Regions from separate parts of the Ovis aries genome. Here region 1 is linked to region 2. The links are chromatin contacts, called in public Hi-C maps. All regions are on one chromosome and are shown on one strand. The core of a region is the stretch at or near the end of the contact, and the rest is flanking DNA. Distances in the headings are between cores, read along the strand shown. Region 1 holds the start of FGF7 (fibroblast growth factor 7). Region 2 overlaps ATP8B4 (ATPase phospholipid transporting 8B4 (putative)).

Region 1 (7,105 bases), core at 951-3,450, 630 kb before region 2:
ACCACCTGGTGGTAAAGTAGTGCATTTCAAGTGGAGTGTGTGTGTGTGTGTGTGTGTGTGTGTGTGTGTGTGTGCATGCACACACTGAGAGTATTAACATGGGAAATAGAATGTTAATATGTAAATATTGCTTTAGATTAACAATGCAATTATTTTGCAACAAATACCTAATGAAACTCTAGTATACTAAAAAATACATGCTAGAACAGGAAACTAATATATACATGTTAAAAAAGGGGAGAATAACTCATGGTGGAAAGTAAAATAGCATTCTTTTTTTTTACATGAGCTATACCTCTTAAAATTCCATCTTTAAATGAACATATATTTATTGCATCAGTGTTCTTACTGAGGACAAGAGTCAACCATTGATAACCAATATAAAACCATATAAATTTTTCTGTATTTTTAATTTTTAAGAATAATAATTTTAAAAGTATGTATCCTCTTCCTGATCTTAGTAGGGTAAGTAACAGATTACAGAATTTTAAAACTACAAGGCACCACAGAATCACCTAGACTAATTTTACAAGTATAGTACCTGAGATTCAGAAACATCAGGTGACTTGTCCAAGGTCATACTGGTAATTAGTGGCTCAACTCAAGCAAGAATATTGTTATTCTTACTTTCAGTCTAGCAACATAAGACATAAAGTTATAAGCAATGCTGAAATATCTCTTTATGAAGAGATATCCCCTTAACTCAGCTATATACTTCTTGAAGAAACTAAGGTGTGACTTAATACATATTAGGAGTTTTATTCTAACATTCTGAACACAAAGGAATAATAGTAGCAATGTACGCTTCATAAATCTATGTAAAAGATTTCCTGTTAAAAGATCCCTTTACATATATGGTCAAAGCAATATTTTTCAACTTATTTCAACTGCTATGAGACAACCTAAAAAATTCTGTTTCCCCTTCTAACTGCTTCAGAGTCAGAGATTTGTTTCTACAAAGTAGGTACCCATTTGTAGATCTGAGCATAAACCATGTTCATAGCTCCCTCTCATGACCACTGAATGAATACTATACAAGCCTCTTTTATTCTCACTGTTGTATTCAACAGCTTACTGGTTAAGTTTTAATTGCTTCCAATGAGGTCAGCAAAGGTATTTATCGAAAAGCTCCGAATAAAAGGCTCCACACACACACACACAAGCTCACACGCGCTCACACACACAGAGAAAATCCTCTTGCCTGCTGTTGATTTATGGAAACAATTATGATTCCGCTGGAGAATTTCTCAGCTGAGAAATAGTTTGTAGCTACAGTAGAGAGGCTCAAGTTGCACAGGGCAGACAACAGACATGGAATTCTTGTGTATCCAGCTGTTATCAACAGAACAAGTAAGTGACTGTTACTTGTCTTTAAAAATAATGCTAAATGTTTGTTAGTAGTTTATCTATTTCTCTGGTTTTAGTACTGAGGGGAAAAGTAAAGTTACTAGACTTTTGAGCCGTGTGATTATCTACAGTAATTACGTTATAGAGCTTGCATAAAGATAAGGTTGCAATTCTCCAGAGCAATTCTGATGTTTAACTTGAGAACTGTGGGCAGTTCAGAAGAAAATGACTGTCAAACCACAACCGTAAAAGAATAAAGACATCTAGGAAAAAGCATTTATATTTTGTTAATAGGAACTTTAGAACTGAATTTAAATCAACAGCTCTAAATTGCCAGATGTTTCTTATCAAATAAGGACTGGAATGAATGGTACAATCATGTTCAGATTAATCTCTACTAATATAGAATTTTTATAAGTCTACAAATAGAGTGGTAAGGACCCTGACATCCTCTGTGAAAACTGTTTTAAATGTACCTTCACAGTAAGAATTACACAGTATGTTGTAATAGTATTTGCCCACTGAAATTTATACACTTTTCATCTTCCTCTCTCTCCTCCCTCTCCATTCTTAATCTCTCATTGCAAACAGAAGTCAAGTAGCAAACAGCATCTCAGCAACTGAGTTTATTACAACCTGCTTTTATAAGGATATACCAACAGAGAGTTATTTAAGGAGGACTCCTATACTGCTATCAGGAACTAAAAGGATAAGGCTAACAATTTGGAGAGTGCAACTGCTCTTCCTTAAACAGTTCACAGATAGGAAGAGGTCAATGACCTAGGAGCAACAATCAACTCAAGATTTAATTTTCATTATGTTATTCATGAACACCCGGAGCACTATACTATAATGCGCAAATGGATACTGACATGGATCCTGCCAAGTTTGCTCTACAGATCATGCTTCCACATTATCTGTCTAGTGGGCACTATATCTTTAGCTTGCAATGACATGACTCCAGAGCAAATGGCTACAAATGTGAACTGTTCCAGCCCCGAGCGACATACAAGAAGTTATGATTACATGGAAGGAGGAGATATAAGAGTGAGAAGACTCTTCTGTCGAACACAGTGGTATCTGAGGATTGATAAACGAGGCAAAGTCAAAGGGACTCAAGAGATGAAGAATAATTACAGTAAGTAATGTTTTCTTATTTACAGAAAAGCTTATGAGCCTTAACAATCTGTGAAAAGATCAATTTTCAAGTGACATGCTTTCTCAATTTCCCTTTTTTTGGGAAAACAATTAAATGTAATTTTCTATTGGGTTTTAATTGGGATAAACTATGTTCCTAAAAATATCTCCTGGAGTAGGGCAAATATAATAATATTACAGTTGGAGCTGATAAACCAAGGCAATTTGAAAATATATTCTCCATGTCCTAAGCTCAAATACTCATATGTTAAGCAAAAAATAAATATTACTACTTATACTGAAATGTGATTTATTGTCTTCTAGCAAAGCTCACTAGGAACTCTACTAAAATACTCAGTGAATGCTCACCAAAAATGCATTATCATTAGTTTGAGGAAATAAAGATTTTTTTCAAAAAATAATTTGATTTCTCTTGAAGAAATATTTCCATGGTGTCAAATACTGAATTGTGCTAAATTACTTGTGCAATTGTATATAACTATAAAACAGATAGGAATCTGTGGTCTCCTCATCTGTTCATGTCATAGGAACTTGTATTTGATTGCTTAATTATTTACCTAGGCACAAAAACAGGCTCCTCCTAACATTTTTTTAATCTTCATATCCTATGCCATAAAAGTTCTATGTTACCTTAAGGGAAATATAAATGTGAAGGAGGAAATAAAAGTGAGTTGGAAGAGACATTAATTTCATGATTCAAATGTAGATAATTATATTTTCTTCAAAATCAGTTATTCTTTTTATGTTGATGTATCAGGTTTGGATTGATCATTTAGCAGTTATGATTAATAACCAATTTCAAAAGTACTAAATTTTATGGAGTAAAATATATACCTGAACATGTACACTAAGAATTTAAAATCCCTGAGTGAAAAGAAATTTTGTTTGCATTACCAGCACTTGAACAATGTTATAACATATCATTTTATAATGTTACATATGTTAAATTTAATTGAAAAAGAATGCATGGGGGTGATACTGTAAACATTTGCTTAGCATAGTGCCAGGCTTACAAGTGAACATTTAAAACTTTGCTGCTTATTTAATAAATGTTTTTTAGGCTTCTAAACTATTAATAATAAACCAATATGGGAATATGGAGAATTATGTTTCCAATATGAAAATGAGAGAAACTAGTTTTTAAACTATAATTGATATAGAATGTTAAGGCCATTTTAATGGATTGCTAACAGTATGGTTATTATTACCTCTATTAATAATGTTATCATGTTAGTTCTAGAATATTGTCCTGATTATACTGAAGTTTAGCTAAGGAAATAACTATTTGGAGGAAAGTTTTGTGGATAGCTATTTCTATGTGAGCAAAAGAATCTGGCTCATATCAATAAATGACCCCATGGACTGTGGCCTGCCAGGCTCCTCTGTCCATGAAATTCTCCAGGAAAGATACTGGAATGGGTAGCCATTCCCTTCTCCAGGGGATCTTCCCAACCCAGAGATCGAACCCAGGTCTCCTGCACTGCAGGAGGATTCTTTACCATCTGAGCCATGAGGGAAGCCCATTTAAAAGTTACTGAGATTTATAATGGATAACAGAACTTGGTGGAGAAAACAGAGCCCAGGTGGAAGTTATGACAGATAGATCCAATCCCTGCCTGTGACTGACTCTGGTACAACTCCTTACTTTTTCCAATTCTCATTTTTCAATCTGTAAGATGTGGGATATGTACAGATGATCCAATATACATTTTAGTTCTTACAGTCTATTTTATTCTAAACTTTGGAATATATAACATAAATGTGAACAATCTAAATTGTCATATAATTACCATACCTATTGAATGAGATGAAAGTGAATATCATCTTAATGATAAGTTGAGCTGTCAGAACTAATTTCAAATTGTAGTAGTAAAGTTACTGAGCCTAAACACTGCAGAATTCTTCCATATGCTCATTCCTTTTGACTGCTTTTACCAAGTAATGAAAAAGTGAAAAATTAGATGCAAAATTCAGTGAACGTGAACAGTATTCATAATTATTTGGGATCAATTAGAATATCTAAAATTGGAATACCTACAATAAGAATGCATTCAGATATATGTGTCTTATTTTGTATTAAAATTTCTTGAAACTATGAAACTCAGGTATTTTAAAACATACACAAAGTGCTAAAGTTTCCCATAGTTTGAAACACAGTTTAGCACTGACCTTGAGGAACCATAAAGCCAGTATGCTACATAATTTCACTTCTAACACTAATTCTAAGGTAAAAAATAAAGAAACAAAGAAAGTGAGGAGTAAAGAAGAAAGAAGGAAAGAAAGTCACAATACCAATGTAGTAAAAGAAATAATATGTATTATGTAAATAATCTTATTTCTAAAAGCTTTTTCATAGGCTGTATATACTTTCTTGATAGTATATACTATATATAGTATATACTTCCAGGTAAATTCTCCTAGAAAGGGAAGCTTACATCTGTATCCTTTCAGTAGGCTCCAAACTGTTGTCAAGTTTTGCTGCTATCTTACTGAAGAATAAGCCTGTCAGACTTCTTCATAAATAGAGGCTAACTCACTGTTGTCTACAGAAAATCCTAAGGTAGTCCATTGAAAAATATACAGAGAATGACATAGAAGAGAATTCTGATACTCATTTTCTTATTATATAATAACATAGAATAGAATTCTAATATTTATTTCCTTACTAATTTTAAAATTGAGTACCTCATACAAAAAATGCAAATTGCCGTTGGTGAAGTTGAAGCCACTGCATCCAGGTACAAAGAAATTGCTCAGAAGAATTTGTTTAAAAGTCAAAGAAAACAAAAAACTGAAATTACAAAACTTATTGTTTATATCTCTCAATCCTTAACTGAATTAATGAATAAAAGCTGTTTCCTTCCTGTTTCATTAAAATGAGAAACTAAAAGGTAATTGGATTATCTACTAGGTTGAAATACCAAGTACAGAAAGTGGAAAAGATCAAAATTAAACTTTGAATTTCATGTGTTCTGATGCCCTAACTTCGTTCACACATTGTTGAATGTTCTTCGGAGGCCTTTTAAGGTGGGATACATTAAAATGTCTCAGGTGATAAAATTTGGCATGAAAAGTTGGACATCGTCTACATGAACAGCGGTTCTCTGGGTTACCATAGGAAAGTCCCTAGTCCATTTTCATGGCTTTGCTTTGAATGAAAGGGAAAATGACCTAAAGATATTAACGGATCTTGAGTTTCTGCTTGTTTCACCAGCAGAAGCACCGCTCCCTCATAGGAATGTGGTTTATAAGATGTTGCTAAGATAATGGATTGGAGTAGGTAGGTAAGGTGAAAAATCTGGGAGTATAATTCTGCTTCCAGAAGTGTTAGGCTGGGGCAGGTGAATGGAGGGTTGGAGGAAGAGAAGGGGAGTGATAGGGAGTGGATATGACGACTCATGTCTCACATTTTTGTTGTTGTTTAGTCGCTCAGTCGTGTCCAACTCTTTTGCGACCCCATGGAGTGTAGCCTGCCAGGCTCCACTGTCCATGGACTTTGCCAGGCAAGGACACTGGAGTGGGTTGCCATTACCTTCTTCAGGGGATCTTCCTGACCCAGGGATAGAATCTATGTCTCCTGCACTGGCCAGCCTATTCTTTACCACTGAGCCACCTGGGAAGCCCCTCACATCTTTAGGGAATTGAGAAAATCATTTAAGCTACCTTGGGTTGTAAGAGTCTCACTTCAGGCTTAATTACAGTGCTATCTTGTGAAATATTTTATATCTAAATAAGATTGAGTAAATGGCAGAAAAAATGCACCAAGGATACCAACAGAAACAAGACTTGTATTAGTAACTGTATAAGCAAGACTCGGCTATGTAAAAATAGGAATTTATAAAAGGCCAGGAGCTGCTGAATTGCGTTTCTGACTCTGGAAGAGAGAGAAGTTATCACTGGAGAACTGGTCCTGAGATAACACACTACTCTTACCCAGGAGGCAAGAAAGCCTCTCCTCTAACTTGTTCTCTGGTGGCACCATATTTAGCTTTTTAGTAGGCTTCTAAGAGGTGAAACTAGAACCTAACCGAATTAATAATAATAGTAGTAAAAGTACAAAATGCCCCTCCAAAATGAAATAAGAATCCACATTCCCTGCAGAAGTAGAGCATTAATAATACCACAAAGGGACTGGCAACGGCTGGTCAGTCCTTCCACTGATGTAGTCAGAGCTTTCCACTTGGGGACAAGGCCAGAGGGTGAATTTAGATAATTGGCCCAGGCAGCCCATCAGCAGACAGAGGCAATCACTCCACACCTGACACAAATAACTGCTGTTTAAGCTGGGAGTTGAGGTGCCAAGTGAGAGACAGCAGCAGTGCACTTGGGCAAATGACAACTGCCCTGAAAGACAGATGTGAACTCAATCCCTTGGAATGATTTTCTTGCTTTTGACATTCAATTACTAAAAAAGTTTTTCTCTTCCCGTTTCTTTAGAGAAGGAATTCTTAATAGCCATAAGCCATTGATTCAAGAAAAAGTATGCCTCACTTGTTGCAATTAAGCATTGAAAGTTCCATAGTAAGAAAAGGGTTAGCCATTCTGAAAACTGGCCAGTGATTTGGCAATATTCTCTTTTGGATTGTTAGACTGTGATGGG
Region 2 (6,628 bases), core at 3,954-6,453:
AGGAAACAGTTCCTCTTTCACAGCTCCCTTCCAGGGATCCCATCCTGATTTTCTTTTTTCTTTCACCTTACCCAAGTACGTGGTGATCTTTCTTGCAATTTTGATGTTCTGAGATCTTCTGCCAACATTCAGGAGGTATTTCATAAGAATGGTTCCACATGTGGATATATTTTTGATATATTTGTGGAGGAGTGAGCTCTTCATCTATTTTCCCATCTTGACTGGAACCTCTTCCCATGTGGCTTGTTTTAAATGAACCTACAATGATGCCTAGTAATCACTACTGCCTGGACTATCCAGTCCATGGAATTATCCAGGCCAGAATACTGGAGTGGGTAGCCTTTCCCTTCTCCAGGAGATCTTCCCAACCTTGGGATTGAATCCAGGTCTCCTGTATTGCAGGTGGATTCTTTACCACCTGAGCCACAAGGGAAGCCCAAGAATACTGGAGTGGGCAGCCTTTTTCTTCTTCAGGAGATCTTTCCAACCCAGGGATCAAATCCAGGTCTCCTGCATTACAGGCAGATTCTTTACCAGCTGAGCACAAGGAAAGCTCAAGAATACTGGAGTGAGTAGCCTATCCCTTCTCCAGTGGATCTTCCAGACCCAGGAATCAAACTGGGGTCTCCTGCATTGCAGGTGGATTCCTGACCAACTGAACTATCGGGAAAGCCCAAAGGAAATAATGTCATCTGTTAAATGGCCATTTTTAACATTCATCAGGAATCAATGCATCCAGCTCTGTGAAACAAGTTGTGGGAGAGTAAAAGAAGTGTCAAGAGAAGGATCTGCAGCTTCATTGGACTGATGCATCACACTGTGCTGAAAACTGTCTGTCAGCTGATGATCACTATTTTGCACTGAGTTTTCTATCCAAAAACTTGACTGGGAAGGAAGGGCTGTTGGTCACAACTTATTTTTCTAAAAAAAAAAAAACGGGACTTGGAAAACTAATGGGAAAGAGAAAAGCTAAGGAGAAAACACAGTTAACCAAAAGGATCACATGTTCCTAATTCCATTTTACATTTTCCTGCTAAGTTGAAACTAAAATAGAAGTTAAGCCCGTATCTTACTAAAAGGACAGAGTATTTGCTGGGACCAATTCTAAACCCTGACAGGAATTATAAAGAAGTTCTCCTATAAAACTGAATTCCACAAAGGTGAAGAGTAAACTGTACCGGACAAAGGGATAATACCAAATGGGGACTGTGACAATTCTGTTTAAACTGACTTATAGCAGTGATGGTGTTTGTCCTGCTGGCTTTGCTGTGACTCAGTCACAGATGATGCGAACATGCATAGCTGACTGGGAACAAGGAACGAGGGCTCCCCCTCCTGGAGAATCTCCACACCCTTTTACCTTTGTTTTTCAATGAAAAGGGATAAATAATGCTTCCATTTCTACTGCCCTATCCAAGAATGTGACCATCAGTTAGGCTGTGATATTTGGCCATTTCCTTGAGCCAGCCTATTGGCTTACTGTTATACTGGACAACTCATTCTATAATATAACGTGGAAGAGCTTCTCCACTATCCTCTTTGCACTACTTTTCTACCAAGGACCACTAGAAATAACCCAACTTGAAAGAAAGGAGGAGGAAGTGGACGAGAAAGAAACCAAGGAGGTGGGAGTACATGGGGGGAATCTGTAGAGCTTCTTTAGTGCTGACAGACATCAGGCTGGAAGTCATGGCTTTAGTCTGTTAGCCAAGTGGACTAGTCAACTGACCCCACAAGGAGGTAGGTTTAACCACACAGACATAAGTAATCTGGGACTAGAACAGACCTTCCACATGGTAAGAAAGAGCTTGTCCCTAGAAAAGCATCAGGAACTGCCTGCTTCCTTTAGGAAGCTCACTTCCAAGAGGAAGAGGGCAAAGCTGAGCTGAAGAAGCTCAGATATTTACCCAAGATTGATGCATCAGGGAAATAACTCCACATCTCATGGGGCAGAGTGAGAAAAAGGGGTGGACAGAGAAACATCACCCTAGTAGAGACCTTTCCACCCAGAAGGCAACATCAGAAAGAGGTAAAGGCATTGCTTCTCTGAAATATCATAAAACAAAGCCCTGAGATAAGCAGAAGGTGGCACACCTGAGGATGTAAAAGAGGGATTATGAAGCTAGACGAGAGAGGTCAGCACAAACTGTAATTAGAGAAGTTTCTCACAATCAATACTACGGATTTTAGCCTTTACTGTTAAGTCTTAAGTAATCCTAATGAGGTTCTAATTTTAAAAGATTACCCTAACTACAAGGGGCAGTGGGAGGCGCCTGGGACAAAGATGGTGATGACAAAGAATAGATGTGAGAAGACCAATGAGAAGGTCTTTCAATTATTTACAGATGAGAGATGATGGATGGCTTAGACTGGCATGGTGGCAGAAGGGTGGCAATGAGATAATAATAGTTTCTGTATTTATCAAGTTCTTACTATGTGTATTGTTCTAACAGCAACATCCTTATGAAATAGGTACTATTATCCCCCTTCTATAGAAGGGAAATCCAAGATATTAATACAGCAATATTAAGTAGTTTACACAAGACTGCAGTTTTTAAGTAGTGGAACCAGGATTTGAATCAAGTCTCTCTGTTTTCAAAGCCCATTCTCTTTACCACTAAATGAAGTGAAGTTGCTCAGTCATGTTCGACTCTTTGTGACCCCATGGACTGTGTAACCTACCAGGCTCCTCTGTCCATGGGATTTTCCAGGCAAGAATACTGGAGTGGGTTGCCATTTCCTTCTCCAGGAGATCTTCCCGACCCAGGGATGCAACCCGGGTCTCCCACATTGTAGGCAGACGCTTTACCATCTGAGCTTCCCCAATTCACTGCAAAGTAGATGTCTCTTCTGCTTTCAGAGCAATCAGCCCTTGCTTTCTCCTGTACTCTACTTCTGGCCTGCTGCCATTTTCTGACCAGAAGAAATACTATACGCCTACCCTTTCCTCTTGAGTCAACCTCCTCAGTAGGAGCCCCAGTTACCTACTGTCTAGTGTATAACCACAGCTTCCTTGAACTCCTTTCAGTCCCCCTCAAAGCTCAATGTAGGCAAATAGTTCAGCTAACCACTCCCTTAGTTTAGCTCTCCAACAGAAACAGCAAAAGTCTTTAACATTTACAACACTGACTACTTGGTGGAGGGGAAGAATAAAGTAAGAAAATGACAAATTCTTCAAGAGGGGGCCATCAAATAAAATATTCATAAAATGAAAAGCATAATTTTTTATAATCTGATTTTATCTTGCAATCATATTGATTAAGAAAACAAAGCAAATAGAAAGTAGTAGATACTGCTAAACTAGTAGACAGAGCATTTCAGGAGTTTGCCTCAATTCTTCCACTGGCAAAATGGAGTAATATTTCTCATTACATTTACACAATCGCTGTGCAGATAAGATGGTATCATAGGCATGAAAGCAATTTTGTTAAGTTGGAAAAAAAATTATACATATACAAGATATTTGTGAGCAGCCCCTCAAATAACCCAAATGGGTTTAGGAAATCCAGTGTCCTAGACAGGATAAACCAGGTATGCCACAGTAACCAACAATTTCAGAATTTTCATGGTTTAACATAATAAGGGTTTGTTTGTTTTTACTCATAATAATTCTCTAGCATGAGCCAGCAAGGAGATCTGCTCATCATAGTTACTTATAATGGACCAACCACCATCTCAAACACTTCCAGTTGCATTAATGGAGGCAAAGAGAACACTCTGAATAGTATCACACCCACAAGTTAATGCTTCAACTGAAATGCTCACAGCTTATAGACCAGAAAGAGTAACCATGTGTCCATAAGGCGGAAAGCCAGAAACACTAACAGACATCAGTAATGGATACCATAACCAAAAATGGAAACTAACCCTAATATTTGAAGAGTGCCAGACACAACAGATAGAAAAAGTAAAAAATAAAAAACCAACCTCAGTGTTCCCAACCCAGTCCTGTTTCAATGCCAGGTATAACAAGTATTTCCCCCTTCACGTCAGCTAACAGTGCCCCAAATTTCTTAGTCCTGTGACCTAGATTGACTCAACTCCCAACCATAACTCCAAGGTCAGGCCTTCTGCTGCTGCTGCTGCTGCTGCTAAGTCGCTTTAGTCCTGTCCGACTCAGTACAACCCCATGGACAGCAGCCCACCAGGCTCCTCTGTCCCTGGGATTCTCCAGGCAAGAATACTGGAGTGGGTTGCCAGATTAGTTTAAATCAATTACATGGCCTACTCTTCTAATTACAAATTTGAATTCAAGGATCAGCACATGACCTACATCATGTGATTATAGTCTTACTAATATATCAGTTTTGGGAATTTGCTGGCAATATAGGCATTTTCTCTCCTACTGAAGTCCAACCTGGAAGAAAGTAGCCTTAGGAGTCACTGACAGCATCTTGGGACCATGAATGGAGGCGGCTGCCAAGAATAAATTCTACACTGAAGATGCAGGGCCAAGAAACACTGAGAATGAAATCAAACCAAGCCTCTTCTGAGAAGAACCCTACCTCTCAACTCTTTAGTTATATCATATGTCCATGTCTTACATTGTCTGTGTTAATTTGAGTTGATTTTTCTTTTACTCCCAACCAATCAAATCCCAGGTAAGAGTCTTAATAACATAATATAAAAGATCAGTTTACATTTTTATATAATAATTTACTTTTATCTCTATATTTGCCTTGAAGGGTGAGTCATGGAAGGCTGAGCCTAACCGCGTTCGGTGGTTGTCTGGGGACACTGCCTGCATCTGTAAATCCCACAGGCCAAACCCCAGGAACTTTCGCAATGAGTACCAAAGTTTAAGCACTAGCAAAAGATCTTCCCAAATTTGATGAAACATTTTTATTCCATGACAGTTATAAAAAGTAACTCAAGATCTTGAAGGGGCAAAGCCTATTTTTCTTTCCAGAAGAGGAGGCAGATATAGTGTTGTTATAGTACATCCTGGATTCCAGAGAGAGAAATAGCCCCGACTAAGGGAGGGATTATCTTTAAACCATAAAATGAAAACCAAAAAGAGACTGTGTCCACAGACTACTTGCATTAAAAAGGAAGTGGCCTAAAGGCATTTGCATCACACGGAAATATGTGCAACGCCCATGTTTATGCAAAGATCCCAAAAGAATGCATGTATGGGGCAAGCGGGTGTGGAGATCCGGTGTCTGGTGCCTCACTGGTACCAGGGAGAACCACAACTCCTCAGTATTAGTCAAAAGTTGCCCAGTGAGGAGCCCACAAGTGTTCCTATTTGGAAGGAATGGAGAAGTGATAACTACAGAGGGAGGGTCAACACACAGATGAGGCTTTACTGAGAACCGCTAAATCCTTATCATCAGCACCAACACCATCACTATCAGCAGCTTCAGAACATTCTCCTAAGCTTCGGCTCCCCACCATGAACAAAAACATGTGTGGGAGGAAAAGAACAAAGGGACACGTCCCTGAACCTTTATCTTTTCATTTAATTTAGGACCTTCTATGTGTCAGGCACTGGATCGTGGAGCCAGGACTACCGATGTGAATAAACAAAGACCCTACCCTCTGAGAGGAAGTTTGCACTTTAGATGTAGGGAGAGAGGCAGACAATAAACTTGTAAACTGATAACACAAAGTAAGTAAGTGATCTGTGCCATGAAGAGAACAGTGAGCAACAGAGCAGGAGCACCTTCCCTGACTAGAGTCTCCTTAAGAAGCTGCTTGTTTGGCTTTCCAGGTTAATGCAACCTCAAGATTTCACTATCTGATAAGAATGCTGGGGCACCTGTCCCCCAAGGATGCCCCAAACAGTCCTTCAGGATAGCAGAAAAAAAATAAATAAATAAATAAAACATATATGTGTGTGTGTGTGTATACACACACACACTCCCATATATATTTTAACAAAATATTCAAAAGTTAGGATTTCCAAAAAAAATGGTTCCTAATGTGCAAAGTACAGACTGTCTTTATTATATATGTATACACATTAATGGACTTCTTTGTGGCTCAGTGGTAAAGAATCCACCTGTCCATGAAGGAGACATGGGTTTGATCCCTGGGTCAGGAATATCCCCTGGAGAAGGAAATGGCAACCCACTCCAGTATTCTTGCCTGGAGAATCCCATGGATGGAGGAGCCTGGCGGGCTACAGTTCAAAGGATCACAAAAAATTTGGACACAACTTAGCAACTAAACAACAATAATACACATATTCATATAAACATATACATAAATACATCTATATAAATACATATATATTTAAGACTCCTCAGTCTGTGGAATTTTCCAGGGAAGAATCCTGGAGTGGATGGCAATGCCCTTCAGGGGATCTTCCTGACCCAGTGATTAAACCCATGTCTCCTGCTCTGCAGGCAGATTCTTTACCATCTGAGCCACCAGGTATGCCCAAATATTACAATTTTATATATATATATATATATATATATATATATATATATATATGAGAATATTGGGAAGGTTTACTTTTCACAAGACGCATATTCAAAAAGCTTGAAGACTGCCAGACAAAACACTGTCATGGTCAAAGGAAATGAGTGTGGCCCATGTGTCATCAAGGGCTTCCCAGGTGGCACTAGTGGTAAAGAATCTGCCTGCCAACACAGGAGACTCAAGAGATGTAGGTTCGATC

Evidence for each region. Hi-C and Micro-C count contacts between places; a contact is called where the count stands out from the background.
Region 1: a contact with region 2 is called in a Hi-C map of tail adipose tissue, with 2.8 times the contacts expected there. The contact joins the promoter of FGF7 here to the enhancer-like site in region 2. A contact is called at or near these places in 2 of 16 Hi-C or Micro-C datasets (both in tail adipose tissue).

What each region holds. Positions count from the first base shown.
Region 1 is chr7:58,985,075-58,992,179 of ARS-UI_Ramb_v3.0, reverse strand. FGF7 (fibroblast growth factor 7) reads left to right here and starts at 2,200. Exons shown (of 5, transcript NM_001009235.2): 1 at 2,200-2,459; 2 at 2,462-2,473; 3 at 2,475-2,485. The coding sequence starts at 2,200. The region is part of intron 11 of FAM227B (family with sequence similarity 227 member B); the gene reads right to left.
Region 2 is chr7:58,361,631-58,368,258 of ARS-UI_Ramb_v3.0, reverse strand. The region is part of intron 3 of ATP8B4 (ATPase phospholipid transporting 8B4 (putative)); the gene reads right to left. Among named protein-coding and RNA genes, the nearest start is that of ATP8B4, 75 kb to the right of the region's middle. Within about 2 kb of position 5,203, at least 4 of the 54 cell types and tissues checked have an H3K27ac peak or open chromatin away from gene starts, as enhancers often do. A contact at or near this core is called in tail adipose tissue, where this site is marked.